Regions from separate parts of the Anser cygnoides genome. Here region 1 is linked to region 2. A link is a contact called in public Hi-C data. All regions are on one chromosome and are shown on one strand. The core of a region is the stretch at or near the end of the contact, and the rest is flanking DNA. Distances in the headings are between cores, read along the strand shown. Region 1 overlaps LOC106031380 (a long non-coding RNA gene). Region 2 overlaps LOC106031380 (a long non-coding RNA gene).

Region 1 (4,252 bases), core at 1,134-3,633, 72 kb after region 2:
TCTGGCCTGTCCCCACAGGTGGGGAAGGGTGACACTGCCACAAATGAGTGCCACAATTGCACAAAAATGCCTTCACCCCTTCCTCGTCCTCCCTCATTCCCCAGTGAAGCGAATCAAGGAATAAATCTAAGGGAAAGCCAACTGTAACTCCTTCTGGAGATTTTTTGGGACCACCAGGGAGCTGTAAGAACGCCTGTGCTAGCAAGAGACGAGAAAGCAGGAGTTTAGGATATTGCTGCTTAACTCCCTGGGTGTGATGGCTGCACTAGCTGCAGTGGTGGCTTATTTCTCTCTGGACAGTCATCATCACTGCAATCTACTTAAGATCTTCTGCTTAGGGATGGGATGTAAAATAGGGGTGATATTCCAAATAACTTTGCAAGGAGAAGCATCTCTAAGATGCCAGTCATTCCAGAAGCAGGATTTTCAGGTGCCATGACCACACCATGGGCACTGGGGAAAGGGATTCCCTCTTGCAAACCTGAGGAAAGACTTGTTCTTTCCAATGAGAAACTAAACGGCACAGTAAGGCCTAAAGACTTTTTGAGCTTTTTTCTGGCTCCATCACAGCTTGGCCTTCTGTGAAGGGATAAGGTCTGAACCCTCAACAGATCCAAGGTATGTCTGTAAGGGCAAAAAGCTCAAGACAAAGTGCCTCAGCTCAATACGTATCACATGGGTAGTACACACACCCCCGTACACCACCATGCCCATTTCAAACCCACAGAAACACAGAAGCAAACACACATGCCATGTGCTATTTTGAAAAACAGGAGTCTGGAAGCAGGATGGATAACGCCAGAAAACAGCACTTGGCTTGGAGTACCATCCCTGCTGCTGTTCACGGGAACCTGCTGCCCACGTACATTCACCAGATGACACCCACCACAGCACATGCAGAGGCCTTACCACAAACTCACACAGGCATGCACATTTACGCATACACCCCCAAAGACACATCCTCTTTTCCCTGGTGCCCCATCTTTGCTCTGCAGACCAGGCAGTCCCTTGCTAAGTGCTCCACGCCAACTGCCCCAGCTGCCGTTTGCTGGTTTCACACCCTCTGGCTTCCCACCCCTGCCCTCTGCTGCACCTACTTGTGTGGCTGCTCACGTCTCGTGGCTCAGAGCCTGGTGTGGTGCAAATATTTGCATGCTCTCTGGGAGGAACACAGTGCACTGGCCTCCAGGGGCAGGCTGTCTGCATATTTATTCTGGAATAGCAAACAACGCAGAGAGCAAAGAAGAGAAAAAGCCAGATAAGATAAAAGCGTGTTACCAGGTCTAACATAAAATCAACAAAGACCACAGAGAAAAGTTATCTGCAAAGCCCAGTAAACCCAGCAGCAACTGATTCTAACAGAGGAGCCCCTTTACAGGTTGGATCACTCAAAGGCTGGGGATACAGAGCTCTTTGTCTGTTGGAGTGCCCAGTATCAGGTCTTTGTAAATCACTGTGTCTTGTGACAATTTACATAAAAAAATCTTTTTTGGTCTCTGTCCTGCTCATGCTATGAACCTGCAAATAGCACCTTCATAATAACAGAGCTGAAATAAAAGACTTTCACACATATTATTAGATACGATTGCTCCAGAGCAAGCCGTAGCCTAACATCTGACTGAAGAGTGCTGTGAAACACTGCAGCAGTTCATTTCCAGTATGATGTGGGACAGGATATTTCTTCTAGAAGATAGATTCACCCAGCTGGAGGGTTTCCTCTGTCATTTAAAAAATATCCACAGTTGATGAAGTTTTAATTCATGTATGTGATTAATTTATAAAGTGAAACAAAGTGTAGTTGTTATACAAACTGCGCAGTGATGAATCCACAGGGAAAAAATAGAAGGGAGGTACTAGGAGAACCACATGTGAAAACCATATGGAAGGGTGTTCCACCAGCTTGGAACCAGATGGAAGAAAACATTGTCCCTGGACACTGTACAGAGTCCTACTGATAACACATGATAAATCATTCACTGAGTGTAAGCAGGAGAGTGAACATCACCACATACCAAGCTGCGCGGGGACAACAGGACCACAGGCTAGAGGACATTAGATAAAAGGACAGCATTAAATGCTCAGATGTTACCCCTTGGGTAGATCCAATCTCTGCTATTATCAGCAGGGACAACCAGAATAGCTGTAGAAAGAAAAAGCACAGCAGCACGCTTTGAATGCACTAAAAAACCCACAACACAGCTGGGTTTGCAATAATTGGAAGTTGAACATGAATGTTGTAGAATTGGGTTGATATTCACCCCTATAAAGAGGACGTGAACTTAGCCCTGTACCAACTTCGCTGTATGACCTTTGGCAAGTCATTTAAGGACCTCTGAATTCAAAGGGCATCCTTCCATTCGCTCCAAAGCACTGCTCACCAGCTGCTTTCCAAGCCATGCTTCAATTCCCAGGGGAGGGAAAATCCTTTCCCCTACACTCCTGCCCATTTGAATTGAGGTTTCTCTGGGACGTTGTCTCTCTTCCCAGGAAGGACAACTGCTCCCAGCACAAGAGGACTCCAGGTTTGACTGGGTCAGATGAGAGGACAGCAAAAGACACATAAGTGACACTCAGAGGTATGTTAGACAGATAATGTGCCTAATATTCAGTAATTTATTTAGTGTCGTGAGTATCAAAAAGCACAGACTTCTGCAGTGGTTCTGCTTGAGCTCAGCGGGCCATTACATTGATGTGGAGTTGCAGATTTCAGACTGACAACTAGTTAAAGCTTTACATCCAGCTCAACTTCCAAATTCTGTTTATGGCCTGGAAGGTCACTCCCGGCCATGACTCCTCTTCTCTCACCAGTCTTTCCATTTCTGTTTCACAGGGAATTTTCCTATCGCGGGGGAGGGAGCCCCATGATAAATATGACTACTTCATGCTCTCAGTAGCTGCCATGTGCACAATTATCTGTATAAGCACCAAATGACTTCTTGCCCTAAGATGGGCCTGAAATCTCTCTTACAAATGCAGTTTCTGTTTTGTTTTGTTTTTTAACGGTACAAGCCTGTGCAACAGACCCAAGAGCAGGACGGGTCATTGTGCACGGAGACAGGCAGACAAGGGAGCTGACCAAAACACATGTAGTATGCGGGACCACCAAAGATGACCCTAAATTAGACCACCCAGTCACTTTGTTGGCTCTATTTTGAGGAGCCAGGATCTCAGAGCAGAAAGCAGTGTCCTCACCCGGGTTCCTTGGCCTGCGTTTTAGACCATCGCGTATCTCCAGTGACTTCCTGCTACTGACCTCTTATAATAAATCATCCTAGCCAGCCTCCCTCCCTCCTGGCAACATCCTGTTCCTTCCTAAAAAAATACCCTCCCACTCACAATTCCAAGGTTCGATATCAATCTTAAATAAATGCCTCTCCGGACTCAGCTGCATTCCCTAAGCCACCTTATCTCCTGCCTCTCTAGAATGGCTGCAGATTTAAGATGCATACACAGAAGCCTTTTGTGCTTTTTGCATTTCAATTCTACCCTAGTGTCTTCTTTCCTTTCCCCATTTTTTCTTACAGAAAAGAAAGTTATGTTCAGGAGAATGTAAACTGCAATATAAGTGTGTGCTTATTTTTACTTCTGAAAGGGAAAAAAACGAAAGCCCAAAAAAGAGACTGAGCTGGAGTTTTTTTATACAAAATACAGTGAGAAGAGACCCTGCAGGAGAGGTTCTGTTGCATCGTCTCCCTTGCCCTGGCTTCCCTCACTTCATGGCTTGGGTGGAAGAAAACTCTTGTCAATATATATCTAGCTATCAGAGTACCTTCTTCAGCATCCAGAAGCAGGGGACCAGCTGTGTCCATCACCTGTCCACTTCCCAGTCAAGGCCTGGCTTGAACTAGGCTTTGCCAACCACAGTGATGACTGGTTCATGTTGGACTGCATTTGATTTTCACTCAGGAACTTTTTCCCCATATTCTTCGTTATTTCATCACTTCCATAACCCTTTTTGTTAATATATTTCCCTCCACCCCCAAAACCTTATGCCTAATGCTCTTCAGGTTACAATCCTTCCAAATGGAAATGACTCAAAAGCAATGACATTTGTCTGCTTACATTTCACATCTGTATCAGTATCTGTGGGATACTGGTGCTTACCTGCTCACCTGCTTCTTTTTACCTTCCTTTGCTCTTCCCTCATCCTTCCTTGCCTTTACAAACTACCAAAATGCTTGTGATCAGCTAACCAACTCCCTGGACTCCATTTCAATCTTTTTCTCACTTGAGAAGAATTCCTTGGGTCTCC
Region 2 (4,320 bases), core at 357-2,856:
CAGTGCCCAGTGATGGATGGCCAGGGCGGAGGACAGGGTCAAGACACAGGACTTGCAGCTATAACTGTCTTCCTCCCCATATGGGATGGTCCCAGTTTCACCTAACACTCCCTCTGGAATGCTAGAACACAGAGTCTCTGAATAATTTAGGCTGGAAGGGACCTCTGGAGGTCATCTGTCCATCTGGACATACTTTAGTGCGGCAGATCTGAGCGGACAGAAGAGCCTTTCTTTTCGTGACTCCCTCAATGCTACAGCTTCACCAAAGGCATGTAACCATGGTACAAACTGGTCCAGAAATTGCATCGGAAATCTGCACAACCCAAACATGTCAAATACAGAGATTGTCCTTAGAGACATGCTAGTCTCAATAATATCCTGACATAAATCATGTGGGTTTCCAACAGAAATCTGTCTCATTATCCGTCAGCTCATTCTTCCAGCTTCTCAGCTGTCCACTGCTGGACAAGTCTGGTTTTTAGGTTCCCAGATCCTAGCAGGCTTTATGGCTGTAAGAAAGGTAGATTGCTCTTCCACCAGAGCATCCTGGGTCCCCAAGGTAAGTCCAGAGCAGTAGTTGCAGAGAACTTCAAAGTTTAAATTAATTCCTAGAGCTCTGCAATGGCCCAGTTTCTTCCACAATGAACTGTCTGGACTCAAGACAACTTTGGGGGATATATATATACAATTGTGGGGAGCATCTGAAGAAGTTCAAAATATTACTTTATTTCAGCAACAACAACAAAAAATAAAGAAAAATCAAAAGGAAGAATCCAGTTTGTGTGTATACAGATGTTTGGTAATCATTCCAAATTTCAAGTAAAATATTTGATATAATGTTGTCATGCCCTTTCCACTGGTGAGTAAATACTGCCCAGCACCATGGCCGCTGTCTCACTAAACTTCCTGGCAGCTGCTACACAGAGTTCAGAATTTGCACTTTGCACATACCATCTATTAGTGTCCAACTAGGGTGCAAAAGATTTTCCTAGAAAAGCTATTTTGTCCACTTCAGCTATTCAGAATGAGGTTCAAAGAATATTTTTGTCATTGCCCTGGTCACGCAGTTAGAGCAGAGATCTTCCCAAGTTTTGGAAATAGAAACCACTTAGGTCAAATTTCTACTCTTCTTCAGAGGTCAATGTCTCACTAAATGCAAACACGTTCAGAAAGAAGTTAGCTTTTACTCTGAGCTACAGGGAAAAACATGGAGTGTGTAAGAATCTGTTGTTGCTGTTGGGAAAGTAACTACTATGGCTCAAGGGTAGGAAAATGAACAAGCTGCTTTTCTATGAATATTCTCATTTTCTACCAATATAACATCAAAAAGTTAAATATTCTTGAAATGTTAAATTTTGCAAATTTTCTTCTTTTCCACTCATCCCCAAGATATTCAGTACAAACCAAGAAAATACCACTGAAATGATCTGAGGGGAACCAAAGGCCTTCCATCTTCCAGCACATACAAATTCCACACTCCCTCCCTTCCTGATAGTTTCACAAATATCTGGAGGTGTGTCCAACCCTGGAGGTTTTGAAGGGGTTCCAAGAGGCACAGCGTAACATACTGAGTATCCCTGGGCCTTGATCAACTGCTTTGCTGCCCAGCAGAGAAATTATTGCAGGTCATTTGTGGTTTTCTGTTCTGTCTTGCACTATTGTGTCCATTCTGCCCATTTATCACAGTGCTTACAGCTGGACGATGGGTGGGAGGCAGATTGGGACACTGAGAAGGCTTCCTTCTGCAGACTTGAGTTCTTTGTGTGAGATACCACTACCACCAACAATAAAAAAACATCAAACAAACCAACCAACCAACAAACAACCCCTCCAGACCCATAGGGTTTGATGATATCCCAAGCCCTGGTGCCTATCCAAGATGTAGACCACGGTCATGTTTTTCTTGTGACGGGTGAATGCAATCAATCTTGATGTTGTGAACATTATAATCTGCATTACAATGTGAAGTTTTATTGTTATTTTTTCCACAACTGAAGCCAGGAAGAAAGAGAAGCTGGGCTGAAGGAGCAAGGCCGTGTTTAAACTTCAGCAATTTGTTAAGAAAGCTGAGCAACTGAACTGAGAGATCTTTTGCCTTGCCAGTGCTTTTAGTTTCTTTTTCAAACCCTCACAGTCCTTGAAATTCCTCCCTTTGATAAGAAACTTTCACAAATGCAGAAGAACAGAACAAAAAATGTGGATTAGAGGGATGAGAGCTGTACTAAACACCACTTTCAAAAAAAAGTGCGAACACAGAGAAATCAAAGAACTGAACTCAACCAACAGATCAGGAATGATGTTCCATGTTCTATACTACACCCAGTTACGGCAGGATTGGAACAAATCTAATCTTTTCACTTTTAAAGTTTTGATCAGGATCCAAAGTATGTGTCTCCTTGAGCTCAGCCCTGCCATATTCCACCAAAACACTGAATTCAATCTATTCCAATTTATGTTTCGAGTACGTAAATCTGCATTTTAGACACAAAGTTAGAAAATGATCTCATATGCATAAATATATTCCCTACTCATGAAACCATTTTACTAATTTACTAGTTTAGCCCGTCAGGTACTGCATATGACCTTCACAGCTTCAAATGGTGCAGCAACGAATGCACGCGTAGCAGAAATTCAGTCAACAATGAAGCTAGGATCTCAAAGATTTTTGGATTAAAGCTTACTCACAGATTGCTTCTGGACAGGAATCCTGTATATTACAATTTAGACCAGACTTAGAGAACTGTCAGGGAAGCCAATCTCATTCCAGTGCTTATAGATAAAAGTTTTCCCTAATACCTTGAAAATTAGGCCTTTTAGTTCTTGTCTATTGCCAGACTTGGAAAATGAATGACTGCTCTCTATAACACCTCTTAGAAGTTGGCAAGCCTTCACAGTGCGCAGTGGAACCCAGGAATTTCCAAGTTCAGTGAGAACCAAAAGCCGTGTAGTTCCAGTTAAGAGTATTGGACATCAGCCTGCTATCTTCATTCTGTTTGGCAGGACCACACATACATGGGATTTAAATATTTATTTTCACTTTTTGGCCATCTAACGTCAAACATAACTGCCACGTGTAGTAGTTAACAACTGTGTTGTAAGATATGAGCAAAACCATTCAAAACGGGGTTTTAGATTTAACCCACATACACCACTGATCACTGCAAGTCACAAATTATGTCATTTCAGCAACATAGCTACTGCCAGCAGAAGGATTAGCACCATCAGTTATAACGAGCCACTTCATTTTCAAGTAAAATTTAGAAATTTACAGTGCCTGGAACTGCAATGATTAAATGGAGAACAGAGTAGAATAAACCGGATATGGATCACTTCTAATTTTCCACTTACATCCAGTAACCCATCATAAACTATCCAAAGTCCTTTGGTCTTCATTTCTCTCACACCAGAATATTTAAACAAAAAAAGATGCTCCGTCATTGAAGTTATAGTAGTGGAAAACCAACGAGAGATAAGAAGCTGGCCACAAATTCCCAGCCTTAGATGTCCTGTTTCCAATTCTGTCTACGTTGGGGAGAATTAAGAGAAATGCCTATGAAGTGACACAAAACTGAAAAATTAAACCAGACCTACAAAACATGAATCTATGACTTTTTCTGATTTAGACAGCCCATACTCACATATCCAGTTTCACAAAATTCATTAACCCTATTCCCATGAGTAAAGACTGGTCACATATCTACAGACCAAGACCTCAGACAGGGAACACGGCTGCTTTAAAACGGTTGAAACAGTAATTATCTTTACAGAGCAAAGATCTAAAGAGGAGTATCGATTTTGATGACTTTTTTTCATGAAAATGTCAGAATGTTTGTTACATTTCCGTATTATATACCACAATAAAGAAGTTCAAGCAACTAATCCCACAGAAAAAGTGTTCTGGTAACGTTAAATCCATTTTTAAAATTGGTCTGCAGGACACAGTAAGTTTAGCATTTCGTTCCAACTAGGAACAATCCCTTCCTCCCTCCCAAACTACAGAATCTGAGGGAGTAGAAACTCCTCTCCGGTATCTTCTGTACTATGTACGGTTACAAGGAGGTCTTTCACATGATTTTCTAAGGTTTCCTTTGCTGATCAGGCCATTTAAGCAACTACAATTCTACTGCCTCTACTTTTCTTTTTCAATTCCATACAGAATGGAAGTCAGCAATCCAGCTTTCATGCCCTTCCTTGAAAAGCTCTTCTTTACCTTTACTTACTACACTGTTTAAATTTTACTTGCACCAAGTTTATTACTTACATCATAGCTCGGGTCAGTTTTAATCCAAATTCACCTACCATAAGTCATGACCTCCCCAA

Evidence for each region. Hi-C and Micro-C count contacts between places; a contact is called where the count stands out from the background.
Region 1: a Hi-C map of liver shows a contact between it and region 2, with 2.4 times the contacts expected there. The contact joins two enhancer-like sites. A contact is called at or near these places in 2 of 7 Hi-C or Micro-C datasets (both in liver).

What each region holds. Positions count from the first base shown.
Region 1 is chr17:12,787,273-12,791,524 of Taihu_goose_T2T_genome, forward strand. The region is part of intron 12 of LOC106031380 (a long non-coding RNA gene); the gene reads right to left. Among named protein-coding and RNA genes, the nearest start is that of TBX3, 150 kb to the left of the region's middle. Within about 2 kb of position 2,384, at least 2 of the 3 cell types and tissues checked have open chromatin away from gene starts, as enhancers often do. A contact at or near this core is called in liver, where this site is marked.
Region 2 is chr17:12,715,670-12,719,989 of Taihu_goose_T2T_genome, forward strand. The region is part of intron 14 of LOC106031380 (a long non-coding RNA gene); the gene reads right to left. Among named protein-coding and RNA genes, the nearest start is that of TBX3, 77 kb to the left of the region's middle. Within about 2 kb of position 1,607, at least 1 of the 3 cell types and tissues checked has open chromatin away from gene starts, as enhancers often do. A contact at or near this core is called in liver, where this site is marked.